Regions from separate parts of the Danio rerio genome. Here region 1 is linked to region 2. Evidence: chromatin contacts called from public Hi-C data. All regions are on one chromosome and are shown on one strand. Each heading gives the region's core, a stretch centred on a gene start, on an enhancer-like site or on the middle of the called end of the contact. The rest is flanking DNA. Distances are from core to core; before and after follow the strand shown.

Region 1 (7,135 bases), core at 3,639-6,138, 170 kb before region 2:
GCCTGAGTGATAACATGATGCTTTGCAGTGTGCAATGTGTTTGCTACCTAATATTACAAACATATCCAGCAAATTTCACAATACCTTAACAAAAGGTACATTTAAACACACCTTATTTCGCTTCGGGTGGTGATGAATGCATTTTTAATCTGTATATCCTGCATTTTACATTTTGATGAGCTGGTGGAGTCGATGCTTAGTAATGCATAAAAAACTAACTGGTGCAGCTGGCTTTGGCTTTTCTCCCATTTTCGAAAAAAAAGAGTCCTACATACACTTTAATAAATTTAATTTAAGGAAGAAAATTATCTTTGGTGTAAAATCAAAACGCAGCCTGGGGCGTGCCTATGAATGATCCTGTGAGCAACATATCAGTCTGTGTTTTGGCTGCTGATCTCCTGATAATGCAGCTGCTCATGCAAGTCCGACTGAGGTAGAATGTGACCTAAAGTACATGCAAATGTTGAGGATGTGCTAAGAAATAGCTCTGTGAGCAACATTACTGCATTGTGTTCTGTTAGGCCTGTTTTTCACCGGGGTTTTACACTCACATAATTTTAGTTACATGACAGCGAGTAAACAATGGTGTTTAAGGCTTTATTTAAATCAACCGTTTAAACCGGTTGGCTGCATTTTTGGCCAATGTTTTTGATTTTGTTTTTGGATTTCTCAAACACCAGTATGGCACTGGTCAGTTTAATGTTTTGTATCGATCTACGTATTGATCTGGTGTGTGTGCTTGTGATTGTGTGCAGCGAGTAGACCATGACAGGATGGTTTGAGATGAATATGCTATGGCTAGACAAACGGTTTATGGCATATTAGCAGTATATGATTTTTTACAAGGTGGAATCCAAACATCTAGTAATTTTGGATGAATAAATGTAAAGTAAGGCTGTGCACTATAAATAAAATTCATATGTGGATACTGTCTTTAAATATTGAGTCACAAAAGATTATTTGAAAATTAAATACACACAGATACTCAAAACGGTTTTGTTGCTTATTTTATCTTGAAAGCTCCTCTGAGATCCACTTCACCAACATTTTATTCAGAAAACCAATAGACATATTATGCATCACAAAGAAACATCTTTATGACAGCCCATCAAAAAAAAGTTTAACTAAAAATTGCCAAATATTCACGTATAATTGTACAGTAGAATCTGCTTTCCGAATTAACAATAAATAACTTAATCTTTACACTTTCAGACTATTCAATAAAATAGAATTGACAAATATGCAATATTTATATCATAGAGTACCTAAAACATTTATGCAATTCAGATGCAAGTAGAATAGCTTCTGATGAAAACAACAATATGAGGCAAAGATTTGCGCTGTTTCCCAGACCATTGGTGCATCCGAAATCTTTCACTGGCCGAATAGATGCTAGATTTAATTCTGAACTAACTTCAGTAATGTTAGGATGTTTTATATAGCATATAAAACAATATATAGCTGCTTCGAATGTTATCACTCAGTTGAATGGGCTGTTATCAGCTGATATATATATATATATATATATATATATATATATATATATATATATATATATATATATATATATATATATATATATATATATATATATATATATATATATGGGCCAGTAGGGGCCTTCTGCACCTACTAGTAGGCTCAGAAGGCTGTTATCATCTATCCACATGGTTAATCAGCCATACTAATAGAGAAGACTCCAGATCTGTTTTTACATTACTGTGGCGGTTGGGTTTAGGTTTGCGGTAGAGGTAGACGTTAATAAAATACACTTAATGTGAAACTTAATAAATAATATAAATAATTCTCATTAACTTCCAGCCGCAGACATATGTGATAGATGATAACAGTCTTCTGAGCCTAGTAGTAGGTGCAGAAGACCCGTACTGTCCCATATCTATCAACTGATAATGCATATTCAATTGAGTGATAACATTCAAATTGGCTGATGAATTTGTGTAGTATGAATGGACATTTGGAAGTACTGCATCCACCATTATTGCTGATGTGCCACAGTTGTAATTATCACATGACCAACCTGTGTCAGTCTGGTCACTTCACTTCCATTCATAAATCCTCTATGGTGCCCTCGCAGGACAGGATAGTAGATTGTCCACTGAATGCGCACTTCAGAATCTCAGCAGATGTAGCACCATCTGTGTACTTTGTGCCTACTCTTTCACGAGTACTGTGACTGAGTTTGGGCATACTTGAATCTCATTATGTTTTACATACTATATAGTAAAGAAGTATGTGGACTTATTTATTTATTTTATATTGTTATAGTGTATTATATCAGACTAGAACTTGTACATACCAGTGATGTACTACCAGAGATGAAAGATGGTCTGAATTTGGGAGATGGAAGAGTCCATTGTTCTGCTTTTGAAGAAAGTGTAACATACACTTGGATCATGTGTGCCTTTCTTAACCAATCACATTACAACTTAACATCCACTGACTTTTTTAGTTGTGAATCATGGTTGAGACAGTAGGTTACTATAATTGCAGAGACAAATGAATATATTCTATCTTGTACATGTTGCAACATTGTCTGTGACTACTTTAATAAAACATTTCCCGCTCACTATAAACTGCAAAAAATAGATCAGTCCGAAACTAATGTTTAAGATTAGCCCACATCTTATTAATTCTTAATAATCTGTGGGGAATAGACAGGGTTTATATTTGTTTAGATTTAAATAGCAAATCATATGTGTGACCTTATGTTGCAGGTCTAAGGAGATAAGATGTTGCATAGATATTTAGCAACTTTCTTTCTGTAAATATATAAAAACGTATAAATATTTTTAAATTTCTGTTATGCATTGCTAAGAAATGTATTTGGACAAGTTCAAAGGTGATTTTTCTTTAAAGAATCTACTTTTTTTACAACCCCAGTCGGTCCAATTCTAACAAACCATACATCAATGGAAAGCGAATATATTCAGATGATGTGAAATTTAATATGATTTCTAACAAATGACACTTATAATTGGTTTTGTGGTCCTGGTTGACATACGACACTACTTTTTTTAACAGTGGATAAAACACAGAGTTATTTAATTTAACATCAATAAAGTTATGCATACATTATATGAAAATATAGCATTAGCGTTTTTGCAAGCTATAAACTTGAGAAATGAGCAAACACGGAAACACTCGCCAAATGTAAAACCAAGAAGAGAAATAGATTTATAAACCTTGCGTCTCAAAATGCATAAAGAATTGTTCATTTCTGATTTTTATTTATTTATTTTTTTATTTTTTGTATGTAGACATTAGTTAGGTTTTTGCTTTTATTAAAAAAAAACATCTTTGCAAAATAATGATGATACAATGACAAGAACATTTAAACAAATAACAAAACAAAAAAGAAAAAAACAAACAAACAAGAAAGTACAGTTCAGCTTACACACGAATTGGGCTTACAGGTGCACAAATACATACATGTATTTCAGTAGGTCTGGAAAATTAAAAGAATATTGAAGTATTAATAGTGTGTAAATCAATGCAGCCATGATATTCCTAAATAGATCTTATCAGGATAGAAGCAATATCAAAATCATATTTCCCAAAATATGTTTAACAGAGCAAATAATTTTTCACAGTAATTTCCATAAAAAAAATTGTTTTATTATGGCTAGAATTAAAAAAAATATATTTTTTCAAAAGCCATTTTAAGGTCAAAATTATTAGCCCCTTTAGGCAATTTTTTTGTTCGATGGTCTACGGAACAAACCATCGTTATACAATAACTTGCCTAATTACCCGTATGTGCCTAGTTAACCTAGTTAAGCCTTTAAATGTTACTTTAAGCTGTATAGAAGTGTCTTGAAAAATATCTAGTCAAATATTATTTACTGTCATCATGGCAAAGATAAAATAAATCAGTAAATAAGTTATTAAAACTTATGTTTAGAAATGTGTTGAAAAAAATCTCTCTGTTAGACAGAAATTGGAGAAAAAAATAATAAGGGGGGCTAATAATTCAGGGTGTTTAATAATTCTGATTTCAAGTGTAAATGTTGGCAGTCTGCTACAACAAGAACAAGCTATGAGGGAGTACCATGGTCCAAACGACTTTGGAAACACTCTTTACCTGATTAAAACTTTTTTTGTTGTTGTTCTTGTTTTATTCTTGTTTTTTTTTTCATAATATATATATTTTTTTTAAGGAGCAGGTTGATGGGAGGGAAAATAGGGTGTAAAATGTTTGCTGTGTCTACATGATTATTATTCCGTAGCTGTAATCTGTTGTAATATACAAACTGGAAAAAAGTAATAAATACATTGTACAAAAATTACAGTAGATACCTTGGTAAGCTGTACAAATCCAATTGTAAAATTATACTTAATTTAATATTTCAATTAGACTATTTTACTATTTATTTTTATAATAATTTTTGTTTAAAAATTTATTTAGAATTTCATTAAATCAAACATAAAAATTGTTTATTTTTTCACAGAGAATTTGGAGCGAAAAAATCCAAACTGAATTTGGTGAACAAATAAAATGAATGTCATAGAGCCCTAATATACCAATCCAACGATGGTATTGCTGTATTTTTTTGAAGGATATGGTCCATAAGTAAAGAACACAACAGTGCTCATGAGGGGAATAGAAAAAAAAGCTTTTGTTTGCCAGACTGAGAGGGATGAAGACAAAGACATACACTTGTGGAGAAAACAAGAAAGAAAAGAGCTTGAGGGGCTTGAGCTCAAGAAAATAGGTGTGTGTGTGAGAGTGTTCAATGCAGAGAGAGAGAGAGAGAGGGAGAGAGTGAAAGAGGTGAGGTGGAGGTTTTAATGTGGCCGTTTGTCGTGTTTATGTGGCTGTGGCGCTGCTCTCTCCTGCTCTCTGTATTGATGGCAGTGCAGCCAGGCTGTAATTGATGGCGGCATATTGCTGTACTCCGGCAAGTGTAATGGGCCGAGACACAGAAGCAGAGAGCACAGCAGGAACCCTCTTTAACCCTTTACGTGCTCATACATTCATGTATGTGTGTGTGTGTGTTTATGTCTCAGTAGGGAATGAGAGGTTTGCCACATTTCTACTACAGGTAGAATTAAGCCTATTTAATTTTGTAACCACACAATTGCTTATTATGAATTCAATACATCTCGTGTTCCTTCTTTTGTGCAAGTTTTGAGGTTGCATAAAAAAGATTAAGGTTATTCTCTTCTGTTTCCCTTATAAAATAACAGATGTATTGTGCTTGGTGTTATATTGTTTGCCTGCTTTCTTCAGGGTTGTTTCCTAGTAAAAGAAAGCTTTTATATTATTCAAAACTAGTGTGTAGTGTAAGTGTGTTAAAAAAAACAGATCATTTGATTTTAACAAGATGGAATGAAGGAGAAAACCACCATTTATTTGGCTAATCACTTATTCTTAACTTGAAGCAATCGCGTATCATTTTGTACATTAGTAAAAGTGGTAAAAGTTCAATTGAGGCGAAAGATCTCACTAGGAGAGTAACTATTTTATCTATGGTCAGAAAAATGGCTAATTTGTACAAAAACTAATGATTTATTTAGTAAAGAAACATACAATTTTAAAAACTGTGCCTCCGCCCTTAATCCTACCCCTCATTGGGAGATCATACTAAAATGTATGAATGAGATCATACAAATTCATAATAAGCCACTAATTTAAGAGGTTATCTGTGGTGGAAAGAGTACTGAAAAATCATACTCTAGTAAAAGTACCATTTCTTGGCCAAAAATACAGCCTAAGTAGAAGTAAAAGTATCTGTTGTACTGTAAACATTATTTAAAGTATGAGTGAAAAGTAGCCATTTTAAAAGTACTCAAGTGTATTATGCAGGAAAAAGTTGCTGCATATACATGTAATTTGTGTGAGTGTTTGTAAACGTAACATTCTGTAGTGGATTTAGTTATTGTTAAAGGCCCTTTCAGGTCATCATTAGACCCACATGGAATCTGTGTGCGCAGAAATCTGCATATTTACTCAGATTTTTGGCCCATCATTGAGTCTATTAATTTACTGTAATTATGAGTAAATTTATATTTAATCAGTTTTTAAATTAATTTCAATAATATTACTAACTAATATGAAAATGTTCATTTGATTTATTTACAGTACAGTTTGAAAAAATATTGTCTTTTAGTAGATACATTATATGAGAGACTTACTTTGTTTACCAAATAAGTGGATCTAATTGGTAAAGTTTTTAGTTATAATACTCGCAAAATCATTCTGCATAAATCTGTGGTTTTTACAAACTTCCGCAGACTCTGTCTGGCCCTAGTCATCAAACAGTAAACATCCGTCATCTCATCAGTGACATTCAGTCTAAACATTTTCTGGTTCAGTGCATGTAAAGTATCTTTTTGGACATTTTTTTATGCCTCCAAACAGTTTGCTGCATGTCTTAAGTATGATGCAATTTACTTTCTATGTGTGATTTGATTGGACAGGAATCACATGATTGATTTTCCTATAATCCTCATAGACAGGATTCTGCACTAAAAGTGTACTCAAGGGAAAGTAAAAGGACACATTTTTAATAAAAACTACTTAGTAAATTACAATTTTTAAGAAAAACTACTCAGTGACAGTAATTTGTGTATTTGTAAATTGTAACTTTACACCACTGGAAGTAATGAATTAAAAAGAATGACATCTGAATGAATTAAAAAGAATGAATTAAAAAGAATGAATTAAAAAGAATGACATCTCGAGTGAATGCATCTCATTTAAGCTCTGGGTTAAGTATGAATAAAATGTTTATTAGGGCCGGGTAATGTGCCAAAAAATAAAATCTCGCATAATTATTTTCCATATTGAATGATAAAGATATATATTTCGATATAATTGTTAACGCTTCCATATGTAAAAGAGAAGGCTACCCCAACAATGACTGAAGCCACAAAAATTAGAGGATCCGGAGGCCGAAAATTCTGTATCTACAATATTAACACACTTTTAGATTCCCATTGTTGTACATTTCACCTTTGTGATTGGCTCTTAGATCAATATAGAGTAGAAAAAGTCCAGAGCTTATCATTGTTATTGACATAAATTTTATTGTTCTTCGATATAACATCATTTATCGACCCAGCCTTAATGTTTATCATTCTAACTACACGATTAAAAAAAAAACATTTCACT
Region 2 (6,392 bases), core at 2,987-5,486:
GCAGACCCTCCTGCCGTCGAGAACGTGGTCTTCAGTGCCACCATAGCATTACTGACTGCCATATCCCTCTATTATTTACTTCTCCTCCTTGTCTATGTTTGCTCCCTGGAGTCTGCCAGCACCGGCTCTCGGTAGTCGAGGCAGAATAGAGGTCTTTATCTCACGGAGGAGACGGGGACGAGCAGGAGCTTGGGGACTGAAAAATATACACATACACAACTAGTCAAAGTTCAGTAAAGGTTATATTGGAGGTTCAACAATTATTTGATCAAAAATATAGTAAATTTGTGAAATATTTTTTTACAATTTAAATTACCAGTTTTCTTAATGAATGTGGTTTAAAATGTAGTTTATTTCTGTGGTTTGAAGCTGAATTTTCAATTTTATAAAGCCCGTCTTCAGAGTCGAATGATCCTTCAGAAATTTGCTGCTCAGTTATTTTTATTATTATTATTGTTATCAAACTGTATATATACAGGCTTATAACTTCAACTGTGTGTGTTTGTGTGTGTGTATATATATATTTATATAGCTGAAGTATATAAATACATACACACACACACAACCAGCCTTCAATCACAGAAATGAATGATAAATGAAAATGTAATAAATTCCCAGGACTTCTTAACATTATTGTACTTTAAGTGTCACTTTACTGGATTTAACTGTTAAATTTTACGTATTCAGAATTTTATTGTGAAATTAAAGCAGGCATAATGATTACAGCCAATTACTGTAAAATTAGCTATATCTATTGGACCTTAGTTATAGGAATTCAAACACTATTACTATTTTATTCAACATAGAAATGAATACACATTAACGTTTCTGCTAGTCCAGGCACTTTTTTTTTCTTGATATTTAGAAATATCTACATAATTATGTTCTCATAAAGTACTTACTGTAATTTACTGTGAATTTACATATAGTACCTTACTGTGAAAGTAATGCAATTATTAGCCAGTAATTTACTGTAAATTTAAAGTTGAATAATTTAGTGTATAGAATTAAGTATTATTTATATATGATATAAGATGTATACCTTTTTAACGTTATTCAATATTCCAAATAATAAATACATTTTCATCATATTATAGATATCATCATATTATCATATTACAGTTGTTAAATACAGATCAAATAAATGCAGCCTTGGTGAGCAGAAAGACATAACCAAACAAACAAACAAACAAACCAACAAACAAATAAATAAATAAATAATGCCATGATCCCTTAACCAGAACTTAACTTAACCAGAACTTGAACTTAACCAGTACACATACATGTTTTAACCAAGAGCTTCACAAACATATAGAGTATACACACAGTATATCTTAGAAAAAAATCTTTACAGTTTTATAACCCAGATATATCAGTCGTCTTCCAAACACACACACACACACACACACACACACGCATAACACAGAGCAGAGTCCATTATCACACAAGGCTTTTTGTAATGGATTTCCTTGTTTTGCTTCAGTGAGAGGAAAGAGGAGGTGGTGGAGGGGAGAGAAGCCTTCTGTTGTTGTTATAAATCACCTGCTCGTTCTCTCACACCTCGCTCTCCCTCCCATGCCATCCCACAATGCAACCCTCCACCCGGCACACAATCAGCCCCAGGAACCCCCGAGAAAGACTCTTTCACTGCAGTCTCTCTCTCTCCCTCTCTTCCTCCTCGGAGGTTTCATTAACTTGCTCGTCACCTTTTCTGTTCTCTTTAAAGATTGCACGTTTTCGTTTTGATTTAAGACTTCTCGAAGGTCACACGTTTGAGCATAATCATGCACAGTTTTATTTGAGCAAACTTGAGGAAAATGAACAATTAGAAGTTTTTTGCATTAAGAAAATGTGTCAGTCAAGTAGGCTGTTTGTGCGTTTTCTTTACCTATTTTTAGTGATACTGTTAAGTTTTCTATTCAATGTAAATCGAGTTATGTTTTCTTTTCTGAGTGTATATAACTCACTTTCCTTCGGCCCATTTCCGGCTTTATCAAGGGGTCTCCACAGTTGAATGAACCATTTACAATCCTCAGTGCTGGGAAACAGTCACGCTCGTCCAATTTAGTTTAGGGAAAACCCACGCGTGGAGTAGCCATTGTATGGGGGAAAATCACATGAAGTATGTTAGGCAAATAACCACTTACCCCTGTGCCGCCTCATAACTTTACTTATTAGCCTACTTCAAGGACATATCGAAGTTGAAGTTTCGTAACATCTATTTTTAAGAGGTGGGTCGTTAGCGCAACGCTCCCCCCAACCAGGGGGCCAGGACATCCACATACAATTTAGCTTATCCAATTCACCTATAGCGCATGACTATGGACTTGTGGTAGGAAACCGGAGCACCTGATGAAAACCCACGGGAACACAGGGAGAACATGCAAACTCCAATGAAATGCCAACTGGCCCAGCCAGCGACCTACTTGCTGTAAGGTTACAGTGTTACCCTACTTAAGCTGTAGCCTATTTGTTTACAATGTTATACTTCCGATTAAAAAAAAAATTGTAATTACAAAATAAATAAATAATGTAATTATAATAAATTATATTTCTATTTCTCAAACCATTCGTTCATTTTCCTTCAGCTTATAGTTTCTATAATCCTATTCATCAGGGTTCGCCACAGTGGAATGAACCGCCAACATATCCGGCATATGTTTTACACAGAGGATGCCCGTCCAGCTGCAACCCAGTACTGGGAAACATCCATACACACTCACTCACTCTCGGTCAATTTAGTTTATTCAATTCACCTATAGTACATGTCTTTGGACTTGTGGGGAAAACCGGGAGCCCCCGGAGGAAACCCACACCAACACAGAGAGAACATGCAAACTCCACACAGAAATGCCAACTGACACAGCCGGGACTCAAACCAGCAACCTTCTTGCAGTGAGGCAACAGTGCTAACCACTGAGCCACCATGTCACCCTACTTACTTCTCAAACCATTTAGATACTTTAAGCTAATCTAAAAAATGTAACATAAAATACCTTTGCAATGACTTATTTTTAAGCATATGTCACATTTAAGATTGATATCAAATGGATGAAATGACAAGTTCATTTACAAACAATATCAACAGCAAACTTTCCTAAAAAAACACAATATAATGAATTAACTACTATCATTAATCAAATAAGCTTAGAAAATAACTGGATTGCAAATTTCTAAATATTTATAAATGTTGGAAAATATATTAGTTTTTACATAATTGTAATTATCTGATTAAATTATAACATTTAAAAATATATATACAATTAACTAAATGTATACATGTTGGTAGAACACTCAACTAAAACAAAACAAAATAATGTAGCAATGTAGCCATTTAAATGTCTGGTTTCAAATAAACTTTAGTTTATTAATTAATTATATGTAAATTTTTAATATTACATATAAACATGTAAATACTCAGCATACAAGTACACCCCTCACAAATCTATCTTTTAAATTCATATTTTTAATAGGAGGATATACAATATTATATTTGTTCATAAACATTATTCAGTCTTGAAGCCAAATCTGGAGCTTATTTAACAAAATAACTTGCGATAACGGTAAAAAAAAAAACCCAGTAGACCAAAATTATGTCATAGACAAATATTAAATACAAATAAAAAAAAAAAGAGGAAAAATCAAGCAAAAAAAAAAAAGAAAAAATTTGATGAAATTTTGTAGTTTGCATTTTTTTTTGCAATATTTTGCTTAAATTTAATTGTATTTTCTTTCAATTTCTAAGTATGTTTGGTGACTAAAATATTATTTTAATAAATGTATCTGTTTGATAAATCTGTTTTGTTTAAATGCACCAAAATACATTACCTATATTCACTGAGAAATTAATAAAAATATTAATTTAGATTATGTAGCACATTAAAACGCTTTACAGTTACATTATTAATTAAATATTTTAAATCTAGAATAACTCAAAACTAGATTTATCAAATGCTAAATTACAAATAACATTTGTCTGTGTGCACTTTTTTAAACCAGTCTCTTTCTCCAGGGGTTTTAGAGCTTTAACATGTTCGCTTATTCCCACAACAGGCCAGATTCTCCTCTGAAGCTCAGCACGGCCATCCAGAATCCTGTGCGACCTCTGAACTCCACCTGCTCAAAGCCCCAGCGCTGCACCTCTGCTATCACCTCCCGAATCTCCTCTCCTCTACAGTTCCTCATGTGGCCACTGACTCTCCTCGCTCTAGCCTGAGGCTGGGAAATCCTATTAGCCTTTACCATGAGAGAGAGCAGGAGACACATCATTAATTACACACACAAACCCACTCCTGACAGCGCCAAGCTTAATCAGCCACGACCATAAAACACACACACACACGCGCATGTATATACACACACCACAAATACACACACCCAGCACAGACACAAATGTGCACATAGACACAAACACACATGCACACACACTTCAGGCAAAAACACCAACACAAACACACACCATAGACACAAAGGCATGCAAACCAGACAAACACACACACCACATACAAAAAAACACACCACACCACAAAACTGCACACGCACTAAAGAAATAAACATGAACGCATACACACACACAAACCCATCAATAACACAAATGCGTACAAACTTCACAAACAGACACAAATGACAGCGCACACACATATATACACAGGTAGATACATAATGACACAATCTCACACATACAGTCACCACAGACAAAAACACACACCACAAACACATGCACACCAGACAGACACACCTCAGACATAATTTCATATACACACACACCACATACACACACATCAATAACACACACAAATGCATACACATACCACAAACACACACTTCAGACACAAACAACATCACACACTCACATATATACACATGTAGGTGAAACAAACTCACACATATACACACACACAAATGCAAACACATACTACAAACACACATATCACAGACACAAACAACAGCACAAACACATAGACAAACACAGACAGGCAGACACAAACTCACATATACACACACCACAGACCATAAAATCAAACACACACCACAAACACAAACTCGCACACACACCACAGGCACAAATCCATGAACAAATCATACACATTCAAAACACATGCAGAAAACACACACACAGCACAGACACAAACACGCACACAATCACCAGAGACACAAACACATGCATATAAACAAAGATAGGCTCAAACACACACTTATACACACAAGCGCAAACTTACGCATACAGACTGCCAGGCACACACTCTCCATGAACACACATATACTGAATACAAAGGCAGGCTCACACAAACACACTACCTGACAAAAGTCTTGCCGTCTATCCAATTTTAGGAACAACAAATACAGTTTTTCTTGATTGCTTTGATGCAGCCGTCAACTGAAACTCCACATTTTCAAAACGGTTAATACACAGGCCTAAACAGAGGCACTCATGGTCAAAATGACACATTTTGCTTGCAAAAATGCACATATTGAGTCAAAACATTTAAAATATTCAACAAAAGCTAGTGTTACCTTCACACAACACAACTTGCAAACAAGTATATGAGCTCTTTCAATTAATCATAACACAATGGACAACAAAATACAGAACTCAGTGTGAGTCAGTGCATCATTGCTTGCCATTGTAGCCTATTGCCAATGCCATTTGTTGTCTTTCTATTTAGGTTGTCAAATCTGCCTTTTTGCTAAGAATTGGATCCAGAATAAGAAATGCTTTGATTAAATTTATATTGAATTGACGACATTTTTCGAATTGTGAGTGAAAACTGAAATACTGTAAAAAAAAAAAAAAAAAAAAAAAACACAAAATTAATAAATTCTGTAAATATTAGAGAAAACACATGTAAATCAAAATAGTCAAATCTATTGGGAGTATAGGACATAGCCATTATTGACCTCCTCCATCCATGCTGTCACAGACCTTCCACCGTTTTTAATGTTTGCAGTCTGATTGCTAATTGAAGATTTGTGTGAAGGAGTGTCCAACCGGTGCTTCAGTGAATTCATACTGATCTTGGTAGTTTCTAATTGTTGGGAATTGATGGTATCTGTTTGGTTACCATAGCTAAAACAATGGAGCTTGGACTGCTTAAATGACAACTGTGTTAACTGTTTTGAAAAATGGTCGGGAAAATGTGTCAACTCAATGAGAAAGGGTTTACACATTTGCAAGACCTGTCTTCTGCTCTGCTGGGATAGTGATAATGAAAATGAAGTGGAACAGAGTTTATTTGACCAGGTCAAAGCAAACAAGAAAAACTGTAATAACCTAACTTCTAGTTGATCATTTAGTATCAAAAGTGGCTTATATGATAGGCAAAAGCGTCTAGATTACGCTTATTTTACCAAAATAAAATATGATCATGCCTTGATTTTTAGTTAGGACAGTA

Evidence for each region. A called contact is a pair of places that touch in the nucleus more often than the background predicts.
Region 1: a Hi-C map of embryo shows a contact between it and region 2, with 3 times the contacts expected there. The contact joins two enhancer-like sites. A contact is called at or near these places in 6 of 18 Hi-C or Micro-C datasets (caudal fin, embryo, hematopoietic stem cells and 2 more) and 1 of 4 datasets of contacts at active chromatin or transcription factors (caudal fin).

The regions. Positions count from the first base shown.
Region 1 is chr21:17,477,539-17,484,673 of GRCz12tu, reverse strand. No RefSeq gene overlaps it. Among named protein-coding and RNA genes, the nearest start is that of mzt2b, 17 kb to the left of the region's middle. Within about 2 kb of position 4,888, at least 3 of the 62 cell types and tissues checked have an H3K27ac peak or open chromatin away from gene starts, as enhancers often do.
Region 2 is chr21:17,311,180-17,317,571 of GRCz12tu, reverse strand. No RefSeq gene overlaps it. Among named protein-coding and RNA genes, the nearest start is that of lhx5, 24 kb to the left of the region's middle. Within about 2 kb of position 4,236, at least 9 of the 62 cell types and tissues checked have an H3K27ac peak or open chromatin away from gene starts, as enhancers often do.